2 separate regions of the Sus scrofa genome follow, and region 1 is linked to region 2. The links are chromatin contacts, called in public HiChIP or PLAC-seq maps. All regions are on one chromosome and are shown on one strand. The core of a region is the stretch at or near the end of the contact, and the rest is flanking DNA. Distances in the headings are between cores, read along the strand shown.

What was found. HiChIP or PLAC-seq counts read pairs in DNA pulled down with a chosen protein or histone mark.
Region 1: a contact with region 2 is called in an H3K27ac HiChIP or PLAC-seq map of alveolar macrophages. The contact joins two enhancer-like sites. A contact is called at or near these places in 1 of 47 Hi-C or Micro-C datasets (fetal heart ventricle) and 1 of 2 datasets of contacts at active chromatin or transcription factors (alveolar macrophages).

Annotation. Positions count from the first base shown.
Region 1 is chr1:248,899,242-248,905,903 of Sscrofa11.1, forward strand. No RefSeq gene overlaps it. Among named protein-coding and RNA genes, the nearest start is that of KLF4, 290 kb to the left of the region's middle. Within about 2 kb of position 3,885, at least 2 of the 83 cell types and tissues checked have an H3K27ac peak or open chromatin away from gene starts, as enhancers often do. A contact at or near this core is called in alveolar macrophages, where this site is marked.
Region 2 is chr1:248,621,029-248,627,941 of Sscrofa11.1, forward strand. No RefSeq gene overlaps it. Among named protein-coding and RNA genes, the nearest start is that of KLF4, 15 kb to the left of the region's middle. Within about 2 kb of position 2,468, at least 7 of the 83 cell types and tissues checked have an H3K27ac peak or open chromatin away from gene starts, as enhancers often do. A contact at or near this core is called in alveolar macrophages, where this site is marked.

The sequences.
Region 1 (6,662 bases), core at 2,635-5,134, 280 kb after region 2:
ACCCACAGAATCTGAAAGTACACAAAAACAGCTATTTTAAGCCACTAAGTGTTGGAGTAATTTGTTACAATAGTAACCAGAACACTGCACCTTCTCCTAGGACTCATTCTTTTAAGACTCTCAGCAACAGACATTTTTTTTTTTTTTTCCTCCAGAGATCTTAGAGAAAGAAAGCTGTGCATGGCACAGTTATTAAGATCTGTTTCTTACAAACTCTTCCCTTCTAGGTGCTTTGGCTGGTCTGATAATTACATCAACATAAAACAGAGTAACAGGGGAAAAATGTAACTTCACATGCATATGGGAGTCCATAAAAATATGAAACTCAAAGAAGTGACCAAGGCAGGCGGCTTTGATACCATTTAGACAAAGAAACAATACATATGTAAAGAATTGACAAGACAAAGGGGTTTGGGCTTGGGACAGGAAATGTGTGAATTAATAAGGTGGGTTTATACAGCCTTCTCTGCCCTAAATTCCCTGTCTCTGGTGATGAGGATGTGCTACCTCCTGGTACAAGGCAGGTCCCCTTCACAGGGGAGGCTTACTTCCTGCTTTCAGGAGGACAAAGGAGGAGCAGAGTGTCCTTGTCCAAGCTGGTTTTAATTTTTAATTATTATTATTATTTTTTTAGGGCTGCACTCGAGGCATATGGAAGTTCCCAGGCCAGGGGTGGAATTGGAGCTGCAGCTGCTGGCCTAGCCACAGCCACAGCAACAACGTGGGATCTGGGCCTCATCTGCAACCTACACCACAGCTCTTGGCAACACTGGATCCCTAACCCACAGAGCGAGGCCAGGGATCCAACCCACGTCCTGATGGATACTAGTCGGATTTGTTACCACTGAGCCATGATGGGAACTCCCTCAAGCTGTTTCTGAAGTGGCTGTGATTCAAAAGAACCAATATGCCAAAGTGGCCCACTTGCTGGGGGTGGGGTGACATTCCGCTCTTCCTCACACACTTGGAAACCTGAGGGAGTCATCGCCAGCACCACCAGCAAAGAGGGCAAAGGAAGGCAGTGAAGACTCCCTGACCTGCCCTTGCAGTTCTCCTGCCCAGCGGGCTGGGATCACTGTGGGTTCGTGCAGATGAAAATGCCCAGGGACCCCCAGAGCAATGTTAAATCCAGTAGGAGGGAGGGAATTCCCCTTAAAGGAAGAGGGGACCTCTTCATTTGGTTGACAAGATAGTTCCCACATTTTCTAGTCCATTTATTCATTTATGAATGGCTACTTGCCAAAAACCCTATATTTAATGTTTGTTATTTTGTTCACTCCTTACGAAGATGGTGGGAAGTGGTTTGTCAACCTCATTTTAGAGATGTAGAAATTAAGGCTCAAAGACTAACCCAAGAGCACATGTACCTATCAGTGATGAGGCTCTGACTTAAACCTATGCCTTCTGATTCCAAATTCAGGTCTCCTGTTATTGTACTCTGAAAAGAAGCCCCGTTCTGGAGCAAAAAAATAAAAACATTTTAAAAATGATGTCTGTTTGTTTGAAGGTTGCCAGACATGTGTCTGTTTGCTTGTTTTTGTCTTTTTAGGGCCGCACCCGCACATGGAAGTCCCCAGGCTAAGGGTGGAATTGGAGCTGTAGCTAGAGGCCTACACCACAGCAACGCGGGCTCCTTAAACCCACTGAGCAAGGTCAGGGATCGAACCTGCGTCCTCATGGATGCTAGTCAGATTGGTTTCTGCTGAGCCACCACAGGAACTCCAACAAGTGCTTGTTAAAGGTGTGCTATTTCTCACTTTTTCAGGCCATCCCGAAGTACTAGAATTCTGTACTTCATTTGTAAAAAGAAGTTTTCTGCTCTGAGTGGTGGCTTTGTGTGGACATGAGATGAGACGAGGGGTGACTGGAAGTATTTGCCACTCTCCATGGCTGACTTCAAGCTACCCAGTTGACCTCATGGGTCATGAGATGAGGAGTGAAATAAATGCTCCTTTTGCTCTCATGAGCCAGACTAGCCAACTCCAGCCATGGATGGAACCAGCGCAATTACAGTCTTTCTGTAACTGTTTTTCCCAAAGCAATCAAACACCCTTCTTCAAAACTATCAAATTATTGAAGACAGCAAGCAAAAACGGTGTTGCTCTTCCTGAAGTCAGCATGACAGGCCCATTTCTGAAGCCCTCTTCTATAAAGGAGGGCCTCAGCTCTAGAGAACTCCTTGTATCTTTCACCAGCTGCCCAACCCAAATGACACCAAATGCCAATGCCCCGGCCTGGTGTGACTATCCTGCTGGCCCTGGGGTCACAGTGGAGGGCCGTATGGCAGCACTGGGCAGGAGCAGGACACAGGCCCTGGAAAGGAAGCCCACAAACTTCAACCTCCCTCCCCAGGTCAGCCATGCCAGCCTGGAGCTCATGGGGTCCCTTTGGCGTCCATCCTTCTGGGACTGTGGATAAATAAAACATTGAAAGGAAGAAGCAGTGTCCAGGGCCTGTCACGACTCCCTCAAAGGGTAGGACTCTCCAGTCCTTCTCTCACTGCCTGTCTCCCCAACGCCTCCCCCTAGACGTCGGTAGCATGTCCTTCCATTCATGGGAGGGAGGATGGAGTGATGGGTGGTGGCCCCATGCGGGGGACTTGGTCTAGATGGAGCTAGAAACCTGAGGGGTGTTGATGCACAGGAGGCGGCTGACCCCAGAGAGTGGGTGAGATCCCAAGGCTGGGCGCTGGTGGGGTCTGCCCACATTCTTGGGGACCCAGCAGCCACCACAGGGCAGGTAGGGGCAGGCAGAATGGATGTGAGGTCTTTGAGCTGGCTCCTGCCCTTCTCTCTTGCCACCTCCACCCACATCCACAGACCAGCTGAACTCCTTGTAATCCCTTCAACACCCAGACTTCTCACACTTGGCAACTATTCTCTTTTAGTAACTGTACCACCCCTCACTCTGTTCCACCCAACCCCTTACTCTGTTCCATCCACGTGAGTTCTGCTGGCCATTTGAGACAACCTACGTTTTGCCTCCCAAAGAAAATTTTTCTGTCCCTGCCCTTTCCCCTCAAAACACACACGCACACACACACACACACACACACGCCCTACCCTACCCTATGCCACAGTTGGAGCTGCCATGGCCAGTTAAAGCCTTTTACCCTCTCAACCCCCATTTCCTCCTCTTTAAAATGAGCTGGTGGCAAAGTACTTGGGCTATTCTGGAGTTCTGGGGAAGTCCATGCCACGAGCCTGTACCCACACTGGTGCCAAGCAACCACACAGCCTCTTCATTCTATTCCAAGAAGAAGTGTCTCAGATCAGAACAATTTATTTGCAGGCACTTACAATGCAGACTTGCCTACAGTAGCTCCAATTCCATGCTGACATTTTCGATAGAGCCGGCTTAATGGAGAAAAATGAGTTTATTCCCTAAACAAGACAGACTATGGTAGGAGTTGGGGTGGGTGTTGAGGGAATGTCTATTTACATGTCACATTTCTCTAATTCTGAAGAATTTAAGCATCCTTTTGGCCTTGCTTTCCATCTCCTACCCATCCCATTAATAAAGATTAATGAAAGGACTAGAATCTATTGAGAAAAACAAATCAAAATGACAAATTTTCAGTCATTTCTCCTAGAAACATGGCATGCCCATTTGGGGCATCTCATAAAATTCCATCCAGTTAAAACCATGGTTATTAGGCAATTAATACTTGGTTTTGGTTCTGCTTACTCTCTGGAAATGCTGTTTTCCAAAAGCATAAATGTGACAGGAAATTTCTTCACTCCGTTTATCCCTAAGTAGTTTAAATATTATTTCATAACTGCAAATGGGCTTTTTCCTTCTTGTGCAGGCAGGCTATGGCTGGTCTTCTTATCTGGAAAGTGGGCGTGATGATCTGGTCACTTCCAGAGTGACAGAGAGGAGTAAGTTCATTGGGGGAGAACTCTCTCCAAACTCCAAAACGCAAATGCGAGGAGGGAACGTGGCCATGGCCGACCTGGACAGGCTTCCAGCTCCGGGAGGTTGTGTCCTTTGACACTTGATGGGAGAATGTGGTGACACTCAGGCGGGACTATGGGACAGATCTAGGTTCTGGCATACAGACCCCTACTGGTACACTTAAAAATCCGAAAGGGCAATGCTTACACAAGACCAAGGTTTCTCCACATTCTAGAGTTCTCCTTTCCTTTCACAATGTATTCTCACAAATGCCCCTTCACCCTCCGCTAAAGGAGTGATTGCTCTGTGAGTCCACTTTCTCAACCTCAAAATTCGAGGAATTTACAAACAGTCATCGCATGTGGCCCTGTCTCAAAGTTTCCTGGTGGACTCTCCCATCCCACGTCTATGAGCATGTCTAGAAGAACCGGTCCGTGTGGTGCACTGGACAATTCAAGATGCCACAGCAAGCATCTTTGTTCTTAACCTCAAATATAAATGTGCTCTGAGAAAAACACTCAGGGATCCCTCATATGTAAGGGATGGCTTTGTAAGGGATGTGGGACTGCGTGAGCCAAGGCAGAGGACGTTGAGTAGAAGCTTCTAGATTTATCTCTTTATTCTCAGCCTATGTGCTGGCCAACTGATCTGTCGAAGAGAAGCAAATTCTAGCACATTGACCCTTCCTCCTAGTCACACGGGGGACTGGGCTACCCTGGTCCCATCACTTCTGCTGCCAAAATGAAGTGCAGTCCTCATGTTTTTTCTCACTTGTAGTAGAAATCCAGCACCAGAGAAGGAACTCTGACCCCATAAGCCTTCTGTTTAGAAGAATATGCCCACTAGGGTACAAAGAAATGGCAGATCTCATTAATCAGAGCATCGAAGAGGCAGATGATTTTAAATATTAATCTTTGGTGTATTTCAACAAATATTTTAATCTGACTAGTATCAATAATTCACTTTAATGAGACCAATTATGGATCCAACTGCTTTCTACCAGGCATTAGGATGGGGGAATATAGAGTTTGTCAAAGCCCCAAACCACCAATAGAAAAACAAACTCCAACATGTGAGTAGTGTTTTTATAGATCATTCTGCATATAACAGCCAATTTTTTTTTTTTTTTTCCTTTTAGGGCTGCTCCCACGGCATATGGAGGTGCCCAGGCTAGGGGTTGAATCAGAGCTTCAGCTGTCAGCCTACACTACAGCCACAGCAACGCAGGATCCTAGCTGCATCTGTGACCTACACCACAGCTCATGGCAATGCCAGATCCTTAACCCACTGAGTGAGCCCAGAGATCGAACCAGCAACCTCATGGTTCCTAGTCGGATTCGTTTCCTATGTGCCACGAGGGGAACTCCTATACCTGTCATTTTTATGTTCTCTTAGTCTCCTAGTGTGGTAGGCAAGTCCGTGTTGTTATTGTTGTTTTGGCCATGCCTGTGGCATGCAGAAGTTCCCGGGTTAGGGACTGAACCCTCACCACAGCAGTAACCCAAGCCACAGCAGTGATAATACCAAGTCCTTAGCTGCCAGACCACTAGGGAACTCCAGAGTGCTCTTTTGTAGAAACCAAAGCACCAAGAGAAGACATGACTTGCTTGAGGATACACACATTGTTTACCACCCTAGTCTAAGGCTGTGCCCCTGGGTTCTCGCTTCTCAGAATTTCCCGGAGGCCATGGGTTGTGTTCCTAGGAAGCAAGGCCTAGAATCTAGACTGCTTGGGGATGACAAATGTGGAATGGAAATGAAGAAGGATAAGGTCCAAGAGATCTCAACCTGAGATGGTACGAAGAGCGCATGCTAGATGGTGGTCTGGGAGGGAATGTATGCAGCAAGCATGGTACCACAGGACATGGCTCTGGGCAAGTCCACTCTTGTCACATCAGTCAGAAGTCACCTTCTATGTGCACCCAGGCTTTGTGTCACATATGTCCTAGGTGTTCTTAGGACACCCAACATCTTCCCAGAATCCAGGAGGTTTATAAAAACTCACCCGAGATACTGGAGGATCAAAGGTTGTAGCAGTTGAGATTTCTGGTCAGGGAAGGTGGTCCTGATTGCCTGGAAGGGCCAAAGATTTGCTATAGCTTTTGTTCTGCTCTCCAGCCCTCATACTGTGGTCATAATCTGACTTTCTGGCACTTTGGAATCCATTGCCAGGAGTCACAGTAGACCAGTCAATATCCATCTTTAAGATCTCAAGAAGAGTAACACCAAAAAATCGCAAGAGAATGGTTTTATACGTAGAGCAAAAATAGAGCTAACGAACAGTCCTCCCAGTTTTCTACTGATTCTTTCATTTACATAAAAGTGAACGCCCGGGTGGACTCCTCCTGGTCCAGTGCCCTCCAGCATCCGATGCACTTACATACATGTTACTGCAGCCTGTGCCATCTTGGTGTTAGTAACTGCTATTTTCTCTATCCGAGTGAAGAGATGAGGAAGCTGAGACTCAAGAGAAGTTAGTGTTTGACCCAGTCGTGGGGGTGGTGAAGACTTTGAATCCAAAGCCTGTGCTTGTACTGTCAGACCAGTGGTTATTCCGTGTGGCTTCAAGAGGCTCCACAAATGTCGTTTTGGGGATGCTTTGATAGAGAAAGGGAAGTCCGTGAGGACCATCTCCCTAACCCTGATTCAACCATAGCATTTTTTTTTTCCACCAAGAGAATTCTTGTTTTAATTGAAGTTTGTTGATTAAAATTGTTAACTGTTTCAGTTTTAATTTTTTTTGTACACTGGATTTCATATACAAT
Region 2 (6,913 bases), core at 1,218-3,717:
CCAGATATATCTATGATCAGCAGTTTGGTTTACAAATTTTCAGGGTTTTTAATGCATATATAAATTTTTTTTTTTGGTCTTTTTTATCTTATGGTCACACCTGTGGCATATGGAGGTCCCCAGGCTAGGGGTCCAATGGGAGTTGTAGTTGCCCGCCACAGCCACAGCCACAGCCACAGCCATGCCAAATCTGAGCCTCATCTGTGACCTACACCACAGATTGCGGCAATGCCAGATCCTCAACCCACTGAACGAGGCCAGGGATCAAACTTGTATCCTCATGGATACTATTCAGATTAGTTTCCATTGCGCCACAACGGGAACTCTAAATTTGCTTTTATTTTCGTTTAACAAGTTACCACAGATAGCTATACGTGCTAATGCATAGATATACCTTATATTTTTATTTTTTAATTTTTATTTATTTTTTTGTCTTTTTTTTTCCTTTTCTAGGGCCGCTCCAGCGGCATATGGAGGTTCCCAGGCTAGGGGTTGAATCAGAGCTGTAACCACCGGCCTACACCAGAGCCACAGCAACGCGGGATCTGAGCTGTGTCTGCAACCCACACCACAGCTCATGGCAACGCCAGATCCTTAACCCACTGAGCAAGACCAACCTGCAACCTCATGGTTCCTAGTTGGATTCGTTAACCACTGCACCACGACGGGAACTCCAGATATACCTTATATTTTTAAACACGTCATAGTATTTCCTAATATTACTATTTAATCAATCCTCCTCTGATGGTCATTTAAATTGTTTCCAGTTTTTCTTGATTCTGAAACTTCCATGTGCACCTTTAGACATATACATTTATTTCCCCAGGCTCGATTCATAGAAATTGTTTTACTAAGCTAACATTATCAACCATGATCAAACTGTTCCTCAAAAAATTTACATTTCATCAATTTACATTCCCATCAATGTTTCCATTCCCATGAGCAAGGTGTGAAGATATTGCCTGCTGCCCAGCAGTGAGCATTAGCATCTTATTCTTTTGCTACTCCTTTTAAATACTGACATCTAAGTTTATCAGCTTTGAAGCTAGTCCACCTTTTACAACAGTCCCTTTGGACTGATTCCAGACTTGGAGGGTGTGGAAATCAGACAGTGTTAGCATGTCCACTTTGCATGTATGGAATCAAAAGCCTCGGGAACAGAGGTGACTGCCCAGCCACACACTGGCAGAGCTGGGACCATGTGAACACAGGTCCTGTCTCCTAGCCAAGTCCCAGCCTCCTCCCCCACTTCAAGCTGCACTGACAGGAACCCCCATAACTTACCCTTCCCTGAGCCCTTTCCCTCCTACAGCCAGAAGCATGGATGCCAGGAGGGGATGAGAACTAACACTTTCCATTTGTTTCATTCTAAGCACTTCAACCTGTCCCAGGTACATTGCATGTGTTGTGCCCTCAATCACCCTGTGGGGTAGGTATTATGCATTCCACCATACTTGGAGTTCCCATCGTGGCTCAGTGGTAATGAACCTGACTAGCATCCATGAAGACATAGATTCTATCCCTGGCCTTGCTCAGTGGGTCAAGGATCCGGTGTTGCCGTGAGCTGCGGTGTGGGTTGTAGATGTGGCTCGGACCCTGTGTTGCTGTGGCTGTGGTGTAGGTCAGCAGCTTTAGCTCCCATTTGACCCCTAGCCTGGGCAACTTCCATATGCCACAGGTGCAGCCAAAAAAAAAAAAAGACCATTATACAGAAGAGGAAATGGACTAACAGAAGATGAAGTTAATCAAATTAGCAATCTGTGCCCAGTCCTGAGGAGCCGTAGCACCAGGGACTAGACTAGCCCTGTCTTAGAATGAATGTGGAGGCAGTGTGTGTGCTTCTTTAAAGGAAGGGAGGGTGGTATTAGCAAGATCCACCTGCCCTGCGTGGATCAGGGAGATGTTTTCTCAGATGACTAAATACATCCTGATACCTCGTCGCCGACCATACACTAGTTCAGGTGTAAGAGTTAAACCCAGGCGCACAAGCACATCTCAAGTCACCATCTATCTGTCCCAGGACTTTGTGTTGCTCAGGGTTGAGCACAAGTGGAACCCAGGGCTTGGCCGGGCCCCGTTCTGGAATGACTGAGCTGTCCAGCACGGCCCGTGAGTAAATGTCAAGTAAACACCACACCGAAGTGCAATCGAACCATTGCGCCGGGACTGTTTGCTTTAGATATAATAGACGGCAGGAAGGGAGAAGGAGAGGGAAAAATATATGTCACTTCTTAAGGCAGATCACGAATGTCGTGAGCCCTCCTTTGGCCAGCTGGAATGTCACAGAGACCGACGTCAAATAAATAAAGAACTTGTGCTCCACGTTGCAAAAATAAGCATCTCCGTTTGCTTGAAAAAAATTTTTTCAGATGAGGAAACATTTTCCAGTCAATCACACTGCAGCAAAGTCATCCTGTTGAATTTGTGACTCACAGGCTCTCTGTGTCAATAGACAGAAAGTGAGCCCAGCGTTATGACTTCAGTGGGAGGTGAAGCAGAAGTTGGGACGAGGCAGGGCTGGCTTTAAAGCAGGGCTGTCAGCTCTGACAATAAATAGCGGAGGAAATTCTGACCATGCACGGGCTGGGTAATTGCAATTGTTGTTTCCTTTTCTTTATTTCTTGCTTGTCTTCCGGAAAAGAACCACTTTAAAATTTGCCTTATTTCATCCCTCCTTGCATCAGTGGTGAGAAAACATCGTTGTTCGGTTTACTAAAGCACCTTGTGTTCTTGATGCTCTACACAAATTATCTTCCTTCTCTGTAGCAGTTCTCTTAGGCAGCTGGAATTTGTGTTAATTTACAGATGAGAAGATTGAGGTTCACAGAGGTTAAGCATCTTTGTTAGCTTCTGGCCAAGGAGTCTAACACTGGTCTTTAGGACCTCAGATTTAGATTCTGTGCAGTTTTCAGACAGTCTCTCACTTTGCTATCCCACTGTGAGCCAGATGGCCAGCCTTGGTATTGGGGCTATGCTAAGTAAAAAAAATGGTTTCATGGAGTTCCCTGGTGTCTCAGCAGGTTGAGGAGCCGGCATTGTAACTGCAGTGGCTTTAACTGCAGTGGCTTTGGTCACTTTGGGGCCCAGGTTTGATCCCTGGCCTGGGAACTTCTGCAAGCCTTGGACATTCCCCCTGCCCCGAAATGGTGCCTGTCTTCAAGGAACATTCCAGACAACTGGGACCTAATTAGGGTTGCCTCAAACCAGTAGATATATTTAAAATTTAGTACCAAGAGACTCATTATTAGTTTTCCAAGGTGGCACTGTGTGCACATGCCTCATGGATGCCCACAAAATAGAAAAACCACTGCAATAAAACCACAGATGAGCTAAAACATGGCCCTAAACTGGCTGATCTGAAAGCAAAGCTTGTAGCCAATCACCTTTGTTTGGCACGCTGACCGGGGGCAGGTGGGTGCTTGGTGTTTGGTCTCATGAAGCCCCAGAGCAGGGAGGCCAGGGCTAAGAGCCCTGACTACAAAGCTGGAAGACCTGGTCTCTAGTCCGTGCCCGGGGATGCACACACAGAGATGGGTTAGTCACTGGCTCTGCCTTCACGTTGGGCACTTCAGCTATAACATGAAGGATGGAGTGGAGCAGGTCCCTTGCAACTTCAAAGTATCAGGATTGGAGTTCCCATTGTGGCTCAGCAGGTTAAGAACCGATTAGTGTCCATGAGAATGCGGGTTCAATCCCTGGCCTCACTCAGTGGGTTAAGGATCCAGCATTGCCACAAGATGCAGCAAAGGTCAAAGATATGGCTCGGATCCTGTGTTGCTGTGGCTGTGGCGAAGGCCAGCAGCTGCAGCTCCAAAGTGACCCCTAGCCTGGGAACTTCCATGTGCTGTAGGTGTGGTTGTGAAAAGAAGAAAAAAATTATCAGGATTAGTCAGTTGGGTCCGTTCTTCACTTTGTCTGATATTCTCAACCTAGATATTTTCATGTAAGAAAGAAAAAAAGCAACAAATCTGCTAGCTCTCGAAGCTAAGACATTTCCTCTTAATGCTCCCTGCAACTCTGCTGAAATTTGAGCTCATAAAGTAGCTTTGATCTTTTTCTTTTCTTTTTTTTTTTTTTTTTTTTGTCTTTTGTCTTTTGCCTTTATAGGGCCACGTCCACGGCATGTGGAGTTTCCCAGGCTAGGGGTCTAATCAGAGCTGTAGCTGGTGGCCTATGCCACAGCCACAGCCACAGCAACTCAGGATCCAAGACTTGTCTGAGACCTACACCACAGCTCACAGCAATGCTGGATCCTTAACCCACTGAGCAAGGCCAGGGATTGAACCCGCAACCTCATGTTTCCTAGTCGGAATCGTTTCCACTGCACTACAACAGGAAACTCCAAGCAGCTTTAATCTTTAAAAAAAAAAAAAATTGTTGTCTGGCTGGACAAAAGCAGTTCCTGAGTGGCTCTGCTTCGTTTTAATGGGACACCAATTCTTTCTTCCTTTCTGTGGGTCCAGTGTCCTCTCAGTTCTGAGAAGCTGTCAGCATAGATAATATATTCCCTGGTTGCCTAAGCCCTTTTCAAAGTCCAGCTCTTACAGTTTTTCTTCTTGATGTCTGGGAAAATTCTTGAAAGGACACGGTCAATACTCTTTTGCTGGAGTATACTTTTAACACATTTATTTTGGCTCTGTGTTGTTTGTGAAGCCCTCATTGAGCCCTGTGAGCGGGAATGCTCCGTTTACCATTTTGAATTTCTCCCTTCTAGTTGGCAAGCCTCGTGTTTCCGCTATAATCTGCTTGAAAAACAAACAGGAGAGTTTACACTGGTCTCTGTGTCAACCATCTGCCTAATCGGTGATCTATACAACAATGTAGGTGCTAGAAGCCCGTGTGCATGCGTGTGTGTGTGTGTGTGTGTGTGTGGTGTGTGTGTGTGTGTGTGTGTAGGGAAAAAATTTCATTCAGTCGTATGGCTATTTAGGGAGCATCAGCTATGTGCCTGGCTCAGTGCTGGCCACATTGATTGAAAGGCGAACAAAGGTAGATGTGAGCCTACCCACAGGGAACTTACAGTCTGTTGCCAGGAGAAGACATTAATTACATAATCTCAAAAAATAATAGCATAAAAAAATGATTGCAAACTGTAAACACTCTATGAAAGAGGAGGCACAGGTCAGGAAAGTTGTAATAGGGGAGCTGGCCTTGTCGGGGAGAAGGACGAGCACAATGGGGAGAGGAAAGTCATAGTCTCCTTGTGGCCTGTGATCCCTGATAAATGATTAAGACCAGCATGTCTTTAGATTTCTAAACCTAGTATGGTCTCAATGGTGTTTATAAGTTATTAATTTTTTGAATTTTATTTTATTTTATTTTATTTTATTTTTCAGCCATACCTGTAGCATGCCAAAGTTACTGAGCTGGGGATCAAACCTGCACCATAGCAACAACCCAAGGCACTGCAGTGACAACACTAGCTCCTTAATCTACTGCACCACCAGGGAACTCCCAGAAGTTATTTAATACTCTAGGCTAGGGACTCAGTGCTCAGAGACAAGCAAGACATTGCCTATGTGAAACCTAAAACACAAACAAAGCAAAATGAAAAGACTCACAGATACAGAGAAGAGGGAGGGAGTGTTGGGGGAAATAGGTGAAGGAGATTAACAGGGACAAACCTCTAGTTATAAGATAAATAAGCCACAAGGATGTAATATACAGCATAAGGAATATGGTCAATAACACTGTAACAACTTTGTATGGGGACAGATGGTTACTAGACCAATTGTGGTGATCATTTCATAATGTATGCAGATGTTGAATCACGATGTAGTACAACTGAAACTGATCTAATACTGCACGTCATGTGTATTTCAGTAAAGAAAAAAATAAATTTCAAAAACCCCAAGACGTTGCCTGGAGTTTTCATCCCTGAAAGAAATTGTGGTTCAAAGTGCCAAGTGTCACAATAGCAAGTGCCCAAGATTGCACAGGAGCCAAGAGGAGAGTTTGATTCTGCTTGAGGTTGGCCTGGCAGGGCAGGAAGAGGAGGGACCCAGGCAAAACAAGGCTGGAGGTGGGAAAGTGCGCTGTGTAGGTGGACTGGTGTGAAATCCAGTGGGGCCAAAGGAGAGTGTGTAGAGGGGATGGGAGTCCGTGGAGACGTCATTTGGGGACAAAAATGGAGAGGCCCAGTGTCATCAGCCTCCGGCCTCCCGCCCCAGGCATATAGAAATTCCTGGGCCGGGGTTCAAAAGTGTACCATAGCAGTGACCCAAGCCACTTCAGTGACAACACTGGATCCTTAACCCACTACTCCTGTCATGATGGCCTTTAATCAAATATTTGCTCAAGACTGACAGGTTATATTTTCCACACTTCCAGTAATTCTAGAACTATGTTAAAAATTTTTGGCATAGCTACTACTTTACTTTCAATCTACTCATTGAAGAACTATTTTAAAACTTTAAAATACACTTGATAGTAACTTGTGTAATATCACAATTTAGATGGCTAGCTCTGTGTTTTATAACTCCTCACACAATAAATGCATAATGATTAAAATAATGCTTCTCTATAAGCTATATCAAATCAGCCTGAGTCCCATCCGTGGTGCCTGGATTCCGTTTTGATGAAAACCATTCTGTACAACTCTAGGGCAGTTTAGATGTTAAAAACCAAAATGTTGCTTATTCTATTGCTCATGTATTACATTTAGTGATGGAGCAGCATCTTTTCCATCTAAATTGCTGATTTATGGAGTTTATGGCTCAGTGGTAATGAACCTGACTAGGATCCATGAGGGTGTGGGTTTGATCTCTGGCCTTGCTCAGTGGGTTAAGTTAAGAATCCAGCATTGCCATGAGCTGTGGTGTAGGTCACACACTCAGCTCAAATCTTGTGTTGCTGTGGCTGTGGTGTAGGCTGGCAGCTGTAGCTCCTATTCGACCCCTAGCCCAGAACTTCC